2 separate regions of the Oryctolagus cuniculus genome follow, and region 2 is linked to region 1. A link is a contact called in public Hi-C data. All regions are on one chromosome and are shown on one strand. Each heading gives the region's core, a stretch centred on a gene start, on an enhancer-like site or on the middle of the called end of the contact. The rest is flanking DNA. Distances are from core to core; before and after follow the strand shown.

The links. Hi-C and Micro-C count contacts between places; a contact is called where the count stands out from the background.
Region 2: a Hi-C map of psoas muscle shows a contact between it and region 1, with 3 times the contacts expected there. The contact joins two enhancer-like sites. A contact is called at or near these places in 3 of 6 Hi-C or Micro-C datasets (ear pinna, psoas muscle and an unstated tissue).

What each region holds. Positions count from the first base shown.
Region 1 is chr1:213,152,830-213,157,122 of mOryCun1.1, forward strand. PTPN3 (protein tyrosine phosphatase non-receptor type 3) reads right to left here. Exons shown (of 25, transcript XM_070055403.1): 6 at 820-864. Among named protein-coding and RNA genes, the nearest start is that of PTPN3, 86 kb to the right of the region's middle. Within about 2 kb of position 1,647, at least 2 of the 8 cell types and tissues checked have an H3K27ac peak or open chromatin away from gene starts, as enhancers often do.
Region 2 is chr1:213,202,594-213,206,764 of mOryCun1.1, forward strand. The region is part of intron 1 of PTPN3 (protein tyrosine phosphatase non-receptor type 3); the gene reads right to left. Among named protein-coding and RNA genes, the nearest start is that of PTPN3, 36 kb to the right of the region's middle. Within about 2 kb of position 2,213, at least 1 of the 8 cell types and tissues checked has an H3K27ac peak or open chromatin away from gene starts, as enhancers often do.

The DNA of each region.
Region 1 (4,293 bases), core at 397-2,896:
TCCCCGCATGGAGTGGTCTCGGGGACCTCCGGCCACTGAGCGGTCTACACCGGGAGTGCTGAATCACAGGCAGACACTCATACCGCGAGCACAGACTTTCCCAGAGCGGAAATGAATGACCAGGCGCAGGAAGCGAAGCCTGATCAGGCCTGCCCTGCCTTCCCAAGGGAAGCCCATTTTACACTCTGGGCTCCTCCCTCCCTCCCAAAGGGCTCAGGTCTCTACCAGAAGAATCCTGCCTCTTCTGTGATGAAATGGAAATAATGGAAGTAGAAAGGAGGCTGAACAGTCTGCAGTCTCTGAACCAAGACTGAGTTAAAAACAGATGTCCTGGCCGGCGCCGCGGCTCACTAGGCTAATCCTCCGCCTTGCGGCGCTGGCACACCGGGTTCTAGTCCCGGTCAGGGCACCGGATCCTGTCCCAGTTGCTCCTCTTCCAGGCCAGCTCTCTGCTGTGGCCCAGGAGTGCAGTGGAGGATGGCCCAAGTGCTTGGGCCCTGCACCCCATGGGAGACCAGGAGAAGCACCTGGATCCTGCCATCGGATCAGCACAGCGGCCATTGGAGGGTGAACCAATGGCAAAGGAAGACCTTTCTCTCTGTCTCTTTCTCTCACTGTCCACTCTGCCTGTCAAAAACAAAAAACAAAACAAAACAAAAAAAAACAGATGTCCTCAGCCTCTGTCAGACAGGACGCTGCCTCCGACAGCTGTCTGTTGTTCCTGATGGAACAGCATAGCTGGGAAAGCATGCTCGATTAGATGAAGACCAGAAATTTGGCTAGTTGGACAGGAAAAGGAAAATGCAAAACGTCCATTACCTTCCTTCGCAAATGTCCATCTTCAGTTGCAAGAAATACATATGCCTGTGAAACAAGTGTTTTCATTAATTCATACTCAAAATGAAACAGGCAAAACACACACACACACATACACACACAAATTGATGAGTCAAGGACAAGACTTGTATACACGAAAAATAAAATACACAAAGATGCATTCCAGTCTAAGTACTGGGCGTTCTTCTGCACACTGCAAAGCTGCCCAGTCACCAATGAGGACCCCAGTCAGGGCCCGAAGTCCCAATTGGTGGGGGCATCTTGAGCCACAGCAGGCTGCCGTAGGGAAGGCACCAACTTCAGGAGTGGATGGGTACCCAGCATGGCAGTGGCCCGCCAATGGTCTGCTGGTGCCGCTGCCAGTAAGCGCCCCGGCCTGCAGCTGGGGCCTTCCAGGCTGATCACTAGGACCCCCAAGAGCTCTGTACCCGCAGCCACCTGCTCCACCTGTGGGGCCACTGTTCTGAACACGGTGCCTGTGCACACACACCCACCTACACTCCCTCTGTGTGCAGCTGCTCAGGGGAGGCCGGTCTGGGAAGAGGCCCTCTGTGGCTGGGGTACAAACACCCGCTGGCCTTTTTGCTGCATCCTAAGCCATCGGTGAGCTCGGAGGTGCTCATCTGTGAGCAACCCACAGAGGTAGCTTCAAAAACCAGGACCTGTTTTGCAGGCCAGCTGTCCGGGGGCCCCCAGCCCTGGCCTCTGCTCGGGGTGGGGTGGGGAGTTGGGGAAAGGTGCAGGCCACAACCCTGTGCAGGCCAGCAGATGCCCTGGGAGGTTTCTATTTTCGGGACACAGAATCCATGTGACACTTGGCCACTGGCTCCCACTCTTTTTTAAAGTCCAGGTTCAAATGGGAGAGACATTCCAGGGTCTGGCCAAGATGACAACAGGGAAGCCTCTTGAAATCTAATCTAGACTGGGCAGAGGCGCCAGGGGGCGGGAGGGAGGGAGAATTCTGGCAGGTTAAACAGATCAGTCTCAAATTCTTCCAGGTTTACAAAGGGCAAGGGGCTGGCTCTGTGACACACAGACGCTTAAAAGGCTAAGTACCACAAGCCCACAGTTATCCAGGCCTCAGCTGTGTGTGCACTGCTGGGTGACGCTTGCCCTCACTTCCACCACCTAACTGTGGGCCACACACCACGGCCTGCTTTTCTCACAAATCGGAGCTGAGCTAGGGTGGGGGTGGGGGGCCAGCCGTGTCTTATTTTAACCAGGACGCTCGCACTTTATTTACACAATCGCCCTATACTTCCAATCTCGTCTGCACTTAATGACATAAAACGCTCAGGATCAGCGTCCTGACCCTGCTATGGTTACTTTGACGGTGATCATCACCGGCAGCCCGCAGTGTGCCGCACGGACAGATGGGATATTGTACATGTGCTGATTCATGCCTGTATGGAATGGGAATGTCACTCTGTTCCACTTAGGAGAACACAATCAGTGTTTTCTAGTTTGTTTCTATGTTTATCCACGCTGACATTCAACCAGAATTAAGTGTTCCCTCCTCCTACAATGCTACTGAGAGAGAGAGGGGCAGGGAGAGGGCTATGGATAATCCCAGGGTAAACCTGAGCTTTTGCGGCTGGGCCATGCTGATCACTACACCTTCCCAGGGATCTGAGGGTGAACATGAACCCAGACATGCCACCCTGTCATTTGCTCAGCCAAGTTTCCGAGCCTACTCTATGGCATGAAACCCAGAGACATCAGAATAGCGAATGCCACCCAAACGCAGGGGCCTTCCGGGAGAAACTCGAAGGAGCCTCCTTTTAACTTATGTGGCCAGTAGACGACATTCTCCTGGGGAAGATCTAACTTGATCGGGAACAGCAGTGGCGGAGGCTCATAACAGACACGGACTTGATTAGAATAAAAGAGAGCTGCAAGTTGGGCAGTGGCATCGCCACACTCAGAGTGGACCCCACCTGTGATCCCAACCCCAGCAACAAAGCAATGAATGTCTCCCTATCCTGATCCTTTAAAAGCAAACAAACCAATAACAACAAAAATAAGCCAAATACCACCTCTGTACTCTTTCTTTGGCTCTTGAGAGCTAAATCCCCTTCCTTAAATTCCTTAAAGGGAAATCCCTTTTGGACAGACTCCAAAGCTGCAGCTTCATAAGGTACCATGGGCCAGCAATACATGTAAAACCCGGCATTTGAGTTAAAAAGTAAAGAAAAAGGCATGGGGATTAATGGTGGAAGCCTGGTAGAGTAGGAAAAAGATCTGGCAGTCCTGGCTGCTCCCAGCTTGACAGGAGTCGTGGGTGTGGCTACTGCTGTGGTTCTTGCTGCAAGAGGAAAGATCCAAAGCCCCAAGCCCAGGAGGAGACAACAAGCTCACTTGGCTCCACACCACCCATCTTAGACCGGAGAGGGCAGTGGGGGTGGGATGCCAACGCTGAACCTGTGAGTTTTAGGAGCAACACGGACCAGTGGGTTTTTTTCTGGGACACAGGCAGAAGCAATATTAGTCTACTGCTCATCCTGAGCTGGAATCTGGCTCTCTGCAGCCCCACCCACGAGCCGTAACTCTGCACGTCCAATTCCCCATTTCCCATTGCCACCCTCTGCGGCTCAGAAGGCAGCCTCAGGTCTCCTGAGTACCCCCACGTCCCTGGAGTGGCAGGCAGGCTCAGCAGGCAGATATGTGGCAGCGGGCACTGGAGAGACCCCTGGTGCAGGCTGGTCCTCTCGTCCCTTTCCTCCACATCTGCCCCTGGAGAGCTCTAACCCCCCCGCCCAGGGGGCCATGGCCTGGGAGATGGCCTGGCCATGGTGATGGACAACTGTGGGGCAGCCTGGTCCGCACTCAGCTTGGAACCTGGCACCTCAGGAGTCACTGCCGATTTAGAGAAAGGAAACAGCAGGATAGAAAAAACTCCAGGGTGCTCTGCACTTAACTAAAGTTTTCTAAAACTTTTTGTTTCAGTAATTTTTATAGATATGTGTACTGCATTCTGAGATAAAGTACATTTTTTAAAAGACCCCACTGGGGAACCAACCTGTGGCATAATGTGTTAAACCGTCACTTGTGACACCAGCAGGCCACAGAGCATTGAATGGAGTCCTGGCTGCTCCCCTTCCAATCAAGCTTCCTGCTAACATGCCTGGGAAGGCAGTGGAAGACAGAGTACTTGGGCCCCCACCACCTATCTGGGAGACCAGAACAGAGTTCCTGGCTCCTGGCTTCAGCCTGAACCAAGCAAGCCCAGCCATTGTGGCCATTTGGGAAGTGAACCAGCTGATGGAAGATCTCTCTCTCTCTCCCTCTCTGTTTCAGTCTGTCATTCAAATGTGTACACATGTATACATATGTAATCACGCACACCATACATTTTATCTAAAACATATACCCCCACACAGAAGTGCACACATTCTTAAGTCCCCATGTCCTGTTGTACTGTCACTGCACAGGGTCACTTCAAATATATCCTCCTTG
Region 2 (4,171 bases), core at 963-3,462, 50 kb after region 1:
AGGCAGAGATCGGAACTTGGCATCTGGCATGGTGGTTGACCTTAGGTAGGCAATGGCCTCACAGAAAGAGGTGGTGTCATCTTACAAAGTCCAGGGAGAATGGCTCTGACAAGTTCTCCCGAGCACACCTACCAGGTTCTTATACTGAAAACAGAAGGAGAGCGAGCCAAACAGCCTGGTCATGCAGAATAGTTATCCAGGGCTCATGACTTTGAGAATCTAACAATAACAACCAAACAGTGGTGGCAAATAGAAGAGTGAGGCAAGGCAGGGACAACACAGAAGATGGTGTTTCTCCGCATGCAATCCAGGAACCACACTACTCAATGTCACCTTCGGGGAGGGAGAGTTTTGGGGAAAGCAGACCCCAGGCTTTAGCCCAGACCTACTGAATCTCTGGACGGGGGAATCCAGGAACCTGCATTTTACAGTTTACTAAAAGACTCTTCAGCATAGCAAAGTTATATACACTGGGAGCATAGTCCGAGTCATAAAATAAGGCAGGGAAATTTTACTGCGATAATGAACTTGTAGGTGTCACTGATGTGTGGATGGTTGGGACTGTGGATCAGAGCATCAACTTCTTAAAGGAGGTGCAAAGGGGTAGGAGAGAGAGGAAGAGGAGATGGGAGAGGATGATTCCTATAGGTGAATAGGGACCCTGAGCTGTCACTCTCCCCTTGACCTTGGGTCTCTAATGTCATCCATACAATATTTCCCTGGGTGGGGAGTAGGATGACCCTGTAGGCCAGCGCCTCAGCTCAATAGGCTAATCCTCTGCCTGCGGCACCAGTACACCAGGTTCTAGTCCCAGTCGGGGTGCCAGATTCTGTCCCGGTTGCCCCTCTTCCAGGCCAGCTCTCTGCTGTGGCCAGGGAGTGCAGTGGAGGATGGCCCAAGTCCTTGGGCCCTGCACCCGCATGGGAGACCAGGAGAAGCACCTGGTTCCTGCCTTCGGATCAGCGCAGTGCACCGGCCGCAGTGCACCGGCTGCAGCAGCCATTGGAGGGTGAACCAACGGTAAAGGAAGACCTTTCTCTCTGTCTCTCTCTCTCTCACTGTCCACTCTGCCTGTCAAAAAAAAAAAAAATAAAATAAATAAATAAAAAAGATGACCCTGTGACTGAGGAGGAGGGGATAAAGGGGTACTAGTGCAGTGGTGATGTTTGATAAGAGAAGTGAATCTCAAACACATCAAAGTATGTAGGTTACACATAAAACAGGCTAGAGAAACCATTACCTCCTACAGAGGAACTAGGTGGGTCAGGGTGGGTGGAAGGATGGAAGTTTACTTTTTGCCATACCCTCTTTCGTATCTTCTAAATGATGTATAATCCTTTAAAATAAGCTTTCACTGGGATAAAATGACAAAGTCTGCAGAATATATTTTTTTTAAGGTTTATTTATTTTAAAGACAGAGTGACAGGCATGGAGAAAGAGAGAGAGATAGAGAAAAGAAAGCTCTTCCGTCCACTGGTTCACTCCCCAAATGGCCCCAACAGCCAGGGCTGGGCCAGGCTGAAGCCAGGAGCCTGGAACTTCAGCGAGGCCTCTTGCATGGGTGGCAGGGGCCCAGGCACTTGGGCCATCTTCTGCTGCTTTCCCAAGTGCAAGAGCAGGGAGCTGGATCGGGGTGGTGCAGCTAGGGATTTAAGCTGGTACTCCAACACGAGATGCCAGCATTATAGGTTGTGACTTAACCCATTGGGCTGCAATGCTGAGCCCCCTGTATGATTTTTTTTAAATTGTTTTGTTTACCATTTCAACTCCCTCTAAATCTTGCTGACCAAATTCAAAGCCCAGGTTACTTGAGAAGTCAAGGCTCCAGCTATGACCAGGGCATAACAATGTACAAACTTTGCTTGAAAGAAATAGCTGTAGTTCAGAAAGTCATACTCCTATGGGGAATTCACATGGCTGAGGGATGGAACAGAGGAGAGAGCTTTTGGACAGAGATAAAAAAGAAAGAAAAATGGTTTTGGTGACCTCAAGATCAGGAATGGTACTTGCCTGACACTGTTGGTAACAGAATGGCCAGATAGGTGACATGGAGAACTTGAACTACCCAGGCCTCTGCTGCAAGATGATCCTCTGAAAACTTGCTCTTGCTTGGCGCACAATATCCTCCCCAAGAAGCTGGAAATCTGACCTGGGCCTAGGAAAACAAACTATGCTCCCTACTCCTGGTGACATTTTAAGAACGGGGGATACTGTTCTGCTTGCCCAGTGCTCTGGTGGCCTTCCAGCACTGCCTGGATGACACATCACAGGATTTCCTCAACTGCACCCTGGCGTCCTGCTGGGAGGTCTTTCTCATTTTTTCCATGGTACACACAGTTATTGCATCACAAGCCAAACAGACTGTCCAGTGATGCTTCTGTAAACATGAGTCACATGTGAAGTTAAAGGGTTCTGTGTTCAGCCAGACAGTGGAGATCCCAAAGCACGTATCCTGCACACAGGGGGTGTGGGTTGAGGTGCTGCCCAGGGACTTGCCTCAGGCAGCAAGGCCCGTGCAGATCTGCTCCTGGTCATCCCTCACTTCTCCTCCAGGGGGAAGCTCTCCAACTGTCCTGTCAGAAAATGACTCTTTCTCCATGTACTCAGCTCTGTTTTTGTCTGTTTTCTGTTGCTATAACAGAACACCTGAGATTGGATAATGTATAAGGAAAAGAGGTTTGCTTTGGCTCAAGGTCCTAGGGACTAGAAAATCCCAGATCTGGTGGCTGCATCTGGTGAGGGCCTCACATTGCATCATAAAAAGGCAGAAATCAGAAGGGACAGCCGGCTCCACTGGAAGAGACGAAATATGAGGGGCTGCCTTGCTTTGTCACAACTTACCCTCTTGATAACTAATCTAGTTAGTCCTGTGAAAATTAACCCAGATCTGTCAATCTCTCAGAGAAGGGTACCTGCCACCTGTCAGCAGGGTTTAGAATCAAAGTTCAACAGGAGTTTGCAAGGGAACCAACCATATTAAAACCATATTAAAATCATAGCAACCTTCTTGGGCTTCTCTTGGATGGGTCCTTGATACCGCCATCTTGGCCAACCTTGGTCATTCCAGCTCAAGGCCAGGCAATCTTTCTGGCCTTCCCTTAAATAAGGAAGGGCACCCACACCAGCCTCCTGAAGCAACTCGTGCTGCCATCTCTTCCTGTTGAAATTCTACCCATTCTTTAAGTCCATCTCAGAAACGACCCCTTCTCTGGTTATCTCCACTGGTTACGCATTTTCCAGCCCCTGTGCCCTACGATGTTTGCTCTCTCTCTCTCTCTCTTTCTTTTTTTTTAAATGCTTTTCATCACCCTTGATCTGCACTTGGTTATGAATGTACATACCCCTTTTGGAAGGTGCTTGGAAAATTCCCTGAAAGATTTTCCTGATGCCACAGAGACTGTAACTCTTATCTCTAAGCAAAGTGCATGAAGAGCTATGAATCCTTTGTCCAAAACCACTTAACCTTTCTGCAGTGAGCAAGAGAAGCTATGTTGTATCTCCAGGTCCTTTGTCAAAAAGTCCTCCCAGATGGGCCGGCGCCGCGGCTCACTAGGCTAATCCTCCGCCTTGTGGCGCCGGCACACTGGGTTCTAGTCCCGGTCGGGGTGCCGGATTCTGTCCCGGTTGCCCCTCTTCCAGGCCAGCTCTCTGCTGTGGCCCGGGAGTGCAGTGGAGGATGGCCCAAGTCCTTGGGCCCTGCACCCGCATGGGAGACCAGGAGAAGCACCTGGCTCCTGGCTTCAGATCGGCGTGGTGCGCCGGCCGGCTGTGGCGGCCATTGGAGGGTGAACCAACGGCAAAAGGAAGACCTTTCTCTTTCTCTCTCTCTCTCTCTCTCACTGTCCACTCTGCCTGTCCAAAAAAAAAAAAAAAAAAAATCCTCCCAGAATTTTGCTTGCTAACTTGCTAATTAATTGTCCCATAGATGGACAGGGATACAGATAGAAGTGGACATGTGTCCAGCAGTGTTCCAGTGAGGTACAAGTACTCTATAAATGGACGTTACTGTGTGCTCTCAATTTCTTACCTGTGTGAAATAATTAAACAGGACATCCTCCCTGCCCTTCCACACCTGAGAGTTACCTACTTGTACTATCAGAAGGTCTACAGGTGAAGGGCTTACCCTTTGTTGTTTACCTGCATTGCTGAGGGAGCTAATTCCAAACCAGCT